Linked DNA regions of Rattus norvegicus: region 2 is linked to region 1. A link is a contact called in public Hi-C data. All regions are on one chromosome and are shown on one strand. The core of a region is the stretch at or near the end of the contact, and the rest is flanking DNA. Distances in the headings are between cores, read along the strand shown. Region 1 overlaps Tank (TRAF family member-associated NFKB activator). Region 2 overlaps Ifih1 (interferon induced with helicase C domain 1).

Evidence for each region. Hi-C and Micro-C count contacts between places; a contact is called where the count stands out from the background.
Region 2: a contact with region 1 is called in a Hi-C map of frontal cortex, with 4 times the contacts expected there. The contact joins two enhancer-like sites.

Annotation. Positions count from the first base shown.
Region 1 is chr3:66,598,852-66,603,631 of GRCr8, forward strand. Tank (TRAF family member-associated NFKB activator) reads left to right here. Exons shown (of 8, transcript NM_001164073.2): 8 at 1-13. Among named protein-coding and RNA genes, the nearest start is that of Psmd14, 62 kb to the right of the region's middle. Within about 2 kb of position 2,445, at least 51 of the 93 cell types and tissues checked have an H3K27ac peak or open chromatin away from gene starts, as enhancers often do.
Region 2 is chr3:67,664,623-67,669,402 of GRCr8, forward strand. The region is part of intron 3 of Ifih1 (interferon induced with helicase C domain 1); the gene reads right to left. Among named protein-coding and RNA genes, the nearest start is that of Ifih1, 17 kb to the right of the region's middle. Within about 2 kb of position 2,694, at least 11 of the 93 cell types and tissues checked have an H3K27ac peak or open chromatin away from gene starts, as enhancers often do.

The DNA of each region.
Region 1 (4,780 bases), core at 1,195-3,694:
AGGGTTCATAAAATTCATGTCTGATGGCATTTATTACACATTAATAGGTCACTTTAAATTTCAAAATGATCTTTCAAACTAAGCATTCTAATTTTTTTCCTTTTATTGGAAACAAATGTAAAAGCCTGTAAGGAGAATACATATTTATTAATTTAGATTAGAAACGTTCAAATTCTTGTGGAGAAATTTGCTATTCATTGTTAGCAGCCTGATTGATGGCCACTGGAGACGTCTTAGGAACCAAGTACGCAGTGCGGCAGAACTGTTTAAAATGAGACTTGCCTTCCTTTCTTCATGATTCTCTTCCCACTCCCCTCCGCCCCCAATTTTTAAACATGGTTGAGACACAGCTTCCATTTTATGAAATAAGCATTGACTTGTAGCTTTCAACAGAAAAGTAACTGTCCTTGAGCAGTGTCTCATACTGGAGGTTTAGCATGGGGGAATTCAAGCAGGCCTCTGTGCTCAGTGGAAGAATGAGAATGGTACCTCGATGTCTCAAGGTGCCGAGCACATCACATTGACATCTTCCTCACCAGGGTGACATCGTGATTATTAGGTATGCACTGTGAAGGGTTCTGAGGCATGTACATCTTTGCCATCAGGCTGAATGGAAATGCCTAGACAATTACCCAAAGACTCTCTTCTTCCTCCCAGCTTCCCCTCCACTACACACACACACACACACACACACACACACACACACACACACACACACACACACACGCTCAAACTCAAAACTTCCCAGTATGTGTACTAATCAGAATATACCCCACCGCCTATCAAAAGAAGGATTTTTTTCCTCTCCTTTTCTCACACGATTGACATCTTTACTGGCTTGCTGACAACCAAAAAGAACTCCATTCCAGAAAGTGACTCGAAGTGGCCCACTACCCTCTTCTGGAGCAACCGGTCCTCACCACTTTAGTAAGGTGGGAATTTAAGACTCCAGCAGTACCCCATGCTCCAACTTCTTAGGGCAGAGACCCAATTGGGCCGCCAGAGAGGGGCCTTCTGTCCTGCTCTGAAAGGTTGACAGGACCCCGCCACTCGAAAGGTATAGTGAACACCGGTCAGGTCTATCCCTCTACCCTATTACTGAGCGGGGTGCTGGGCTTCTGCTAAGCGTAACCGGGTAAGAACAGCTCCCAGGTAAGAAAGCTACGTGCGCAAAACGCTGAGTCTGGGAAAAAAAAAAAAAAAACCACCCCTGCCGAGGCGAGGCAGTTGTGAGCGGGATGCCTGAGAAGTGGGAGGTGAATGTCCTCGGGATGGCCCCCCCGGTGCAGCTTTCCCCGGAGGCTGAGGCTGCTGCCAGCGGGGACATCTGCTTTCTTACACTCCAGCCTGGCTCACCCCGCCCCCTCAGCCCCGGGTTGCGTGGTTATTTTACCAACACCGGGGGAGGGAGAACTTGAGGAGGTAGAAAAGGAATGGATGGAAGCTTAAAAGATTTTCTTCGCACCCCCCCCTCAGGTCCCCTCCTTTCTTCTTCACATCTTTTAACCTTCAAGGTAAAGACTTTATAAATATGAAACAATAAGGGAGTCTGCTGACTCGCAGGCCCGCCGTGGGCTGGCGAGGCTGCCGGGTGCCGGGCCTCGCGCTTCTCTCCATCCTCCCAAGTCTGGCCGCGGTTCGCTGGGTTAGGCTGGGCGCAGGGGCCGGCGGTGAGCGCTCATCCCGTGGCGCCTTCGCTCGCGGGCTGCTGCCTCGACAGCTGCTTGTAGCTACAGTAATTAGACTGTCAGTGCTTGTTAGAGGAGAGAGGGGAAAACACGCTTCTGACAGCAGATTCCGAGACTCCCCAGTTTGTTAATTTCTAAGAGATCTTTAAAGCATTAATTGAGGTCTCCCTAACTCTTCCCTCCCGTCCCTCTCCCCAACTTCTCCCATCCCAAAAATATCTTGAGGAGAAAATTCTCTCCGCGTGGAAGCAGTGTTTCCCGCAAAATTGCCAGCCCGCCCCTTGCTCACACACGCGCGCGCGCGCGCGCGCGCGCACACACACACACACACACACACACCCTAGTTTACATATGCATATATAGGCACACACGTATATGCAAGGTTAACTCGGAGGAGCACTCGTCCAAATAGGCACGGAGATTGCATTTAAAATGATAATAATAAATAAATAAATCAACTAGGAAGGAAGGGGGGAGGGAAGCAGAAGTCGGGAAGAAAAGAGAAAAGCAGCAGGCTGATTACGAGGTGTCAAAACTGCCAGGAGCAAGAAGGTGATAGCAATCAGGGGTGAGAAGAGTGCGGCATTCGTGCGGGGCAACTAATTATCCGTCTCATTTGAGAAGAGCAGCATTTGAGGCAGCAGCGTTCGCCTGCTGAACGGTGACAGATTGGCGCGGAGGAGAGGGGAGGTGTTAAAACAATGGAGCCGGGCGCGCGAGCGCTGCTGCATGCTAATCAGCCCTCCCTCCGCCTGCCTGCCGCGCTCCCTCCTTCCTCCCGCTCCCTCCTCCGCGCGTCGTCCTCCCGCCTGCGGCGCTCCCTCCTTTCCAGCGGGCCCGCCGCCGCCCGCTTCCCGCTCCCTGGCTTTCCCGCGCGTCCTCCCCGCCGCTGGCGAGCCGCACCCGGGTTGGCCGGCGGGCCGGCGAGCGATCGAGCGAGCTCAGCCCGCATGGGGCGCCCGGGACCCACGTTTGCAGCGCGCGCCCGCCCGCCAGGCCTGCCTGCGGGGAAGCGAACGCGCTGGGTGGCGGGGTAACCGAACCACGCCAGAGGCCCAGGGACAAACCCCGGAGTGGAAGAAAGAGCCAGAAAAACAAAGCCAGATCGGGCCGAGCCGGATCTTTCCCGCACAGGCTTCCAGCCTTGGTGCGAGCTGCCGAGCCACACTGGTTTGAGCTGTCGGCGTGGTCAAGCCCTCCCCCCCTCACAAACACCCCCACATGCCCCCAAAGGCTGCGGGCTGTAACCCTCGCATCCCTGCATCCCCGGCCCCGAGCACAACTGCGAGCGAGCGATTTAATAAACCAGAAAGGGCCTTACAATTAGTTGTACTCCCAACCCCTGACCTCCTGACCCCAAGACTAGGCTAATGAGCTTCTGTGACATATACCCCCGGGGAATACCACCTAAGACAGTAGCTGGTAAGACGAACGCCTTTTCAAAGCAGGTAACCTTCCCACGATCCGGGCACCCGAAGATGGGGGCCTGTGCATGGCTGGAGCCCTGTGTCCCTTCTTGACCAGGTGGCTCAGTGTTCTGGCCTGTGAGAAGTTGGACATGAACAGCAACACCAAAGAATGCATCATAAACTTAGTCTGGTCAAAAAAGTCTTCCATACCTGTTGAGGCTCGCTGGGGAGTCAGGGGAGGTTTCACAGCGAGTTGATGGTTGAGCAGAAAGACACTTAAACTACCATTTCATCAACCATTCTTAGGATAAAAGACGTTGATGTCCCTTCTCACTCTGAAGTGTCTTAGCCGGAACTCAGAAACAAAGACCTGCCTGAGAAGGCAGTTTTTCCTAAGACTCCTCAATATTAGCTAGCCAGGTGCCTAAATTAACATGATAAAACTTTCCTCTAACCATGGATGGTAAAAGAAATAGTTGCAAGATAACCTATGCAGTATGATTTTTTTTCTACCGACTTTAATCTTGGTATAACGACACAAACAAGTGCGTGGAGACTTACTGAGTACACAAGGGTTTCATTTCTATGATGGCCTTTCCCCTAAAGTTGCAATGTCTCTTAATAAAAGTACATAAATACATATAAAATCAAGTGGCGTGAGTGAATCGGTGTTTTTAGACTTTGATTCTAGTCATATGGAAAGCTGCACAAATGCTCAACGTAATTTTCCCGTTAGAATACGCCCAGGCATACCAATAAAGTAACGAATGCACGATTATTAGAATCTACTAAAATGCTGGAAAGCTTTAAAATTGAAAATTCCTGAAAGGACTTCTATAAAGTGTTTTGTGCTGGTAAACAGAAGTACTTTTGGTTTCTCTGGAAAACCACTGTGCAGCCCTCTGCCCTTAGCCTATCAGACTTTTCAATGCTATACTGTTAGCCTGCCTTGGGAAAAATCCCTGAATCTGTTAGAATAGGAATCCATCCACCAGCAAGGGGGGAGATTACATCCATTGATGTAAACCTGGGTTCAGCAATTCCATCGACATCGAGATTTATTTATTAACTATTTATCAGCCTTTTCTTTGTTAACTAGTTCTATGGAAGCATTTCATTGAGGGTGTGAATTTATGGAGTTCAATCCCTTGTGGCCTTATGCATATCCAATAGCTAACAAAATTATTTACCTTCCATCGGCTTTTTATGGACTAGGATAGTTTCTTCTCCACCCTTAGGGCCTCACAAAATTGCATGGCTGTTTGAATGGCATATTTACAAATAAGTTTTATTTGTGCATAAGGACAAAAAGGTGAAATGAAATTTGGTCCCAATGGAAACCTGATAGCTTCCCTGAACATATGGCTCCTTGGGCTGTTACTTCCTCTTTGAGATCATTTTCCAAGTTTTTTTTTAATATATACATCAATTTGACACCAGTTATAAAGAAAATATATTGGTTTCGAAGATGCCTCCACCTGGGACCTATCTCTTAATAACAAGCCACGTAGTCGGGTGTACCTTTACAGGTCTTGGTGAGCAAGGCATACTTTGATACTGGTTATCACTGACAACTGATTTACAGTCTTCAAAATGAGTTAGTTCTGTAGGTTCTTAGAACACCACAACCGGGATGATTAACACAGGTTAGGGGGTGAGTGCAGAAAGCTCATTTTGCTAGGA
Region 2 (4,780 bases), core at 1,444-3,943, 1.1 Mb after region 1:
GTTTTCTCCCCGCCTTCGTTCTAGCATATGTAAGTTTGTGGTGGAAGCTGCATACAGAGTAAGCAGATAATTTATTGATAATTATTAGTGAATAATTGATAATATTCATTAGCATTGGTACTAAATACAGCGGGTGGCGGATTAAGCTCAGTATTTGGTTACATAGATTTCACAATCACATCTTGTACGGTGTCAAAACACTGAGCTCAGAGCTTTCCCAGATGTAATGCAAATTATGGTAGTATCTTCTGCCGTAGACACCCCCATTAGCAACTCAACTTTAAAGGTGAGAAACCAATATTCAGAGAGGTTAAATGACTCATCCGTGTCACCCAGCATCCCAGTGCTTCTTACTCAGCGCTCATGACTCATCATTCGTGTGCAGGGGATCTCTAAGCTTCTGCATCCTCGGTGCTAAGGGAAATGAAGCTCACTTTAAGACATCAATTTCATTGTAACGTCAAGGTCTCCCTAAAAACTAAACCATCTTATCCTTCCAAGGAACAAGTTAGAGAGATGTTGGCTCTTTGCTAATACATTCTGACTCATGGATGGACACCAACTTTCCACTCCTTTCTCCACACTTGCACTTGCACACCTATCACGAAGGGACGCTTCTGCCTTCAAAGCACAAACCCAATCTTAGCAACTCGGTCAAGAGATCACTGTAACGGTAAAAAGGTGGACAGAGAGCTCCCTTGCTTTGTTTAAAGTGCACGCAAGCCCCAGCTTCTCCTCACAAAAGGCAATGTAATTTCCCAAGCAGCCCTTTTTTGTGCAATATTATTTGTTCTTTCTTAGAATAGATTCATTAAAGAAAAGAAATCTAATAATAAAGAAAATAGTCTATCTCCAGCGGCACTGAAAGTTCCTTCCCTGCAGGTTTTCTCTTTGAAATCGATTTAAGAAAATGTGCGTGCACGTGTGCATATATACCTCCAGAAAAGCAATACCAAGAAATTGTTGATGCATTTCTTTTACAACAACAAACCATGTTTCGAGTCTATGTAGCAAAAGTGAATTGCTACAACTGATTTACTTATGATCCTCCTGTTTTTGTCTTTGACGTTTCCAAGGCAGGTCAGTCTGGAAGGTTCTAAGATTCAAAGCAATGCACTTTTCCTCTTAGAGAAGACATGCAAAGCAGAGGTTGGAGGCACGGCTTTCCTGTGAAGTGATCCGGTGCTTTGGAGACCAGGGATGCCTCCCAGATCTGAACTCAGCCACTGCTCACAGGTGGCTTGTTTCCATTTAAAATTACAGATAGTCGCTTCTACAGTTTTACATTTTATTGTAATGGTGATCCTGTTAAACCAGGGACAAGATTTTTGAAGGGAAATAAATTTAATAAACTCTTGTAGATTTGTATCATATATTGGAATCACAGTGTTCAATGGGCTTAATTGACTTTTACATATGTCATTTTCTTCTAAGGGAGTGATCAAAGCCAACTAGGAAATAAATTTGAAAATGGCAGGCATGTCTATTAATATAGTTGTCTATATGGAATTAATTGGGGCCAGAGGAAAAAATCATACTTGTTCAATTAGGAGATAGATGGATTTTCAAAATAAGAAAAAATAAAGAATAATAACTTCACAAGTAAGATAAAAACAACAGCTTTGCTTACAATGACAGTAATCTCTAAGAGAGGCTGTAAAATCATGTGTGGGGGCAAAAAAAAATCTCTTCATTTTGGAAACACGTTTTTGAATATTTTGGTAATAGTAAAAAATATTACTGGAATCTTAGAAATTTCGTATTTTTTAATGTGTTATAGACCTTACATACTTTTAAAACATTTTAAAAATCGTTTAGAAACCAAAAAAATTCACAATAAAATATTGAAAGCAAAGATGGGGAGGTGGGAGGGTTGGCGAGTTTAGATTCATTTTAATGCAACGTCTGCCCTCTGCTGGAATATACTAGTATAGCAGGCAATGAACAAATAATACTGTGTTTCCTATAAGGCTCCCTTAAGTAAAACGCAACTTCTTTTCCCTCAGGTAGACTTTCTCCTAGTCTAGAAACTTTTCACGCTGCGGACTCTATCTTTTCCTTCTTGCAGCAATCCATCACAGCTTCTCTCTGTGGTGAAAAGTGGGTTTACATGCGGCAGGAAACAGCGGCAGCGAAAAGGATTTCCCTGTACCTCGGTGAAGAACATATATGCTCTGTTCTGTTCTCCCTGGAGCTGGTGGGGACAGGGTCTACACCTCACTGAATTCCATCTCTCAGAGAAGTCATACTTTTCTCTTACTGTGACCTTGCCTTACACTTGAACATCATACCTATCTTTCCTCGAGTTTCATAATGCTCTTGCCGGGGTTGGGGATTTAGCTCAGTGGTAGTGCGCTTGCCTAGCAAGCGCAAGGGCCTGGGTTCGGTCCCCAGCTCCGAAAAAAAGAAAAAGGAAGAAAAAGAAAAAAAAACATAATGCTCTTGCCACAGATTAACCCAAGAGCTTGAAGCACGTCCTTGTGTTGGCACAGACACAAGGCTGCGTGGACCCCTTAAACGGGCTTACTTTCATACTGCTAATAATACATATTTCCTTTTCTTTAGGAATAACAATCTTTTCTTTGAGAGGAAATAGATTACTTTTATTTTCAGCTCTATGTATATGGATCTACACACACGCTCACATTTTGGTCTGTCATAGTTCGCTCTGTGTGCCAGGGAACATGTGTTCCTGCAGAATGGAGAGAAGCCACCTCCACCCACCTTGCATATTCTATCCTGGATCCAAGCTTCTAGGAAATGAGTTCCCCAAAGAGAAAAAGAAAATCTCTCTTAGAGCCACAGGCCCACATGGCCATTCGTGGAGCTCCTCTGCTCCTGTTTATAGGTGTATGTGTGTTTGCGTAAGTGCGTGCATGCATGTGTGTATGTATGTGCGTGTGTAAGCGCACTCATGTGTGCGTGTGTGCGTGTGTGCATGTGCACATGTGTGCACATGTGTGCATGCGCATGTATGTGTGTGCTGAAATATGTCAGCTAGAATTAAATATGAGTCATGCATAACGATGTTGGCTTAACGTTTATCATCTCTGCCTGCTATCCTTTGCTCCAGGGGCCAAACACAGAAAGAACGTTATTAAAATATAGGGTTGTAAAAGTGACTACACCTACCAGGAGAACTTACCCCCTAACTTAATGATGAAGGTAGAATGTTCTAGACATTCACAATTCTAGACCTTGATAACCACACTAGAAGTCCTGTCATTAACAGCAGCCATGGACTGTAAGAAAGAAGAAGATGACTTGGAAACTTTAAATTCATAGATGCCTGCTGGAAAGGCTGAAGGACCTAAGCGATCCTAACCAGACCGGAGGGAAGTGCAAGCGCAGATATCACTAAGGGTGCCCAGGTAATGCTCAATGACAGGTTCTTGCCGGGGCTTAAAATGACTGCCAACTTCCAAGGTACACATCTTCTCATCATGAGCAATGCCAAGCTGCCAGCGTGATGCCCTGGGGTAATTTCTTACATGCACTGTGATGGTATTTCATGAATATCCAGACAATGAAATATTAATTTAAGGGAGTTTTAATTTTCGTTTTGTTTTGTTTGTTCTCCTTGGGCAACAGCAGGAAAAATCTCTAAGACACATTAGTTCTCTTCGGTCTTAGAGGTCTTAATGTGTATTTCTGTCCCCAGTCACCCTCTTACATCACATTTCTGACACACTTCAAGCTTTCTTATAACTTCCTTTAGTGGTGACGTTCACTCAGCCTGAAATGTTATCAGTCACATCTGTTCACAAAACCACCAGAAGGCAGCCGTCCATGGCTCAGACGAATGTCTGTCCTTCCCGCCTAGCTAAGGTTCTTTGGGGTAACCTTCCTTCTTTCTCAAGTCTGCCTCCAAACCCTTTAACACCTAGATTTGGGGCTTTTCTTTCCTTTCTATTGATTTTCCTTGACTTGGTTACTGTTTGTCTTTGAGAGCTTGTGATACATATTTTCCTATCCAGAGCATATCATATTAAGATATGAACAAAATGGTTTGGTGTGCCCTGACCAACTCAATTCTCTCTTGCCACTAGTCTGGCTTTCAGTCCTTCTTCACAACTCAAGGTAGAGAAGGTAAGTTCTGATAATCAAACCAAAATTTGAGACCATCGCTTTGTGATGATCCTGCTCAAAGAGTTGTTTGAAGTTATAAAATAAACCCAATCTATATTAATTTCGCTGTAGACATGCACTACTCAGTTTTCTTACTGATAAAAATACCCGTGGCATTATCGCCCAACTCTGGATGACTGGCTGATAGCCCTTTTAGAACAGCTGTGCAGCTGTGAGTCACAGAACACGCTCGGTTAGAAAAGAAGGAACATAAAATCCTTCATAAGCATTAATCCCAGCATACTCCTCCCTTTCCCTCCCCCTCTCTTCAAATTACTATCTACCCTTAAATGGCCCCTGCAGTACTGCAAACCCAGTGAATGGTAACTGAATTTAAGAAAATATGAAGGATGGACCACATAATATGAGCCAACTCTGAAACGGTAATATACTGCTCCAGTCATGGTCTTCCTTTAGCTTCAAATGTTGTGGCATTTATTTCTAGGTTTCTAAAAAATTGCTAGATTTTTCTACAGGCTAGGGATAAGAAGCGCTATTCGGATCCTTAAGTGCAAGGATAAATTTCGTGACACTTTCACAGAAATAAGTATAGACTGAGCCTAAGATTGGACTTTTGGTCTATGAAAAGGAACAACAAAAACAAAAACAGAAAACAAAAAACAGAAAACAAAAAACAAAACAAAACAACAAC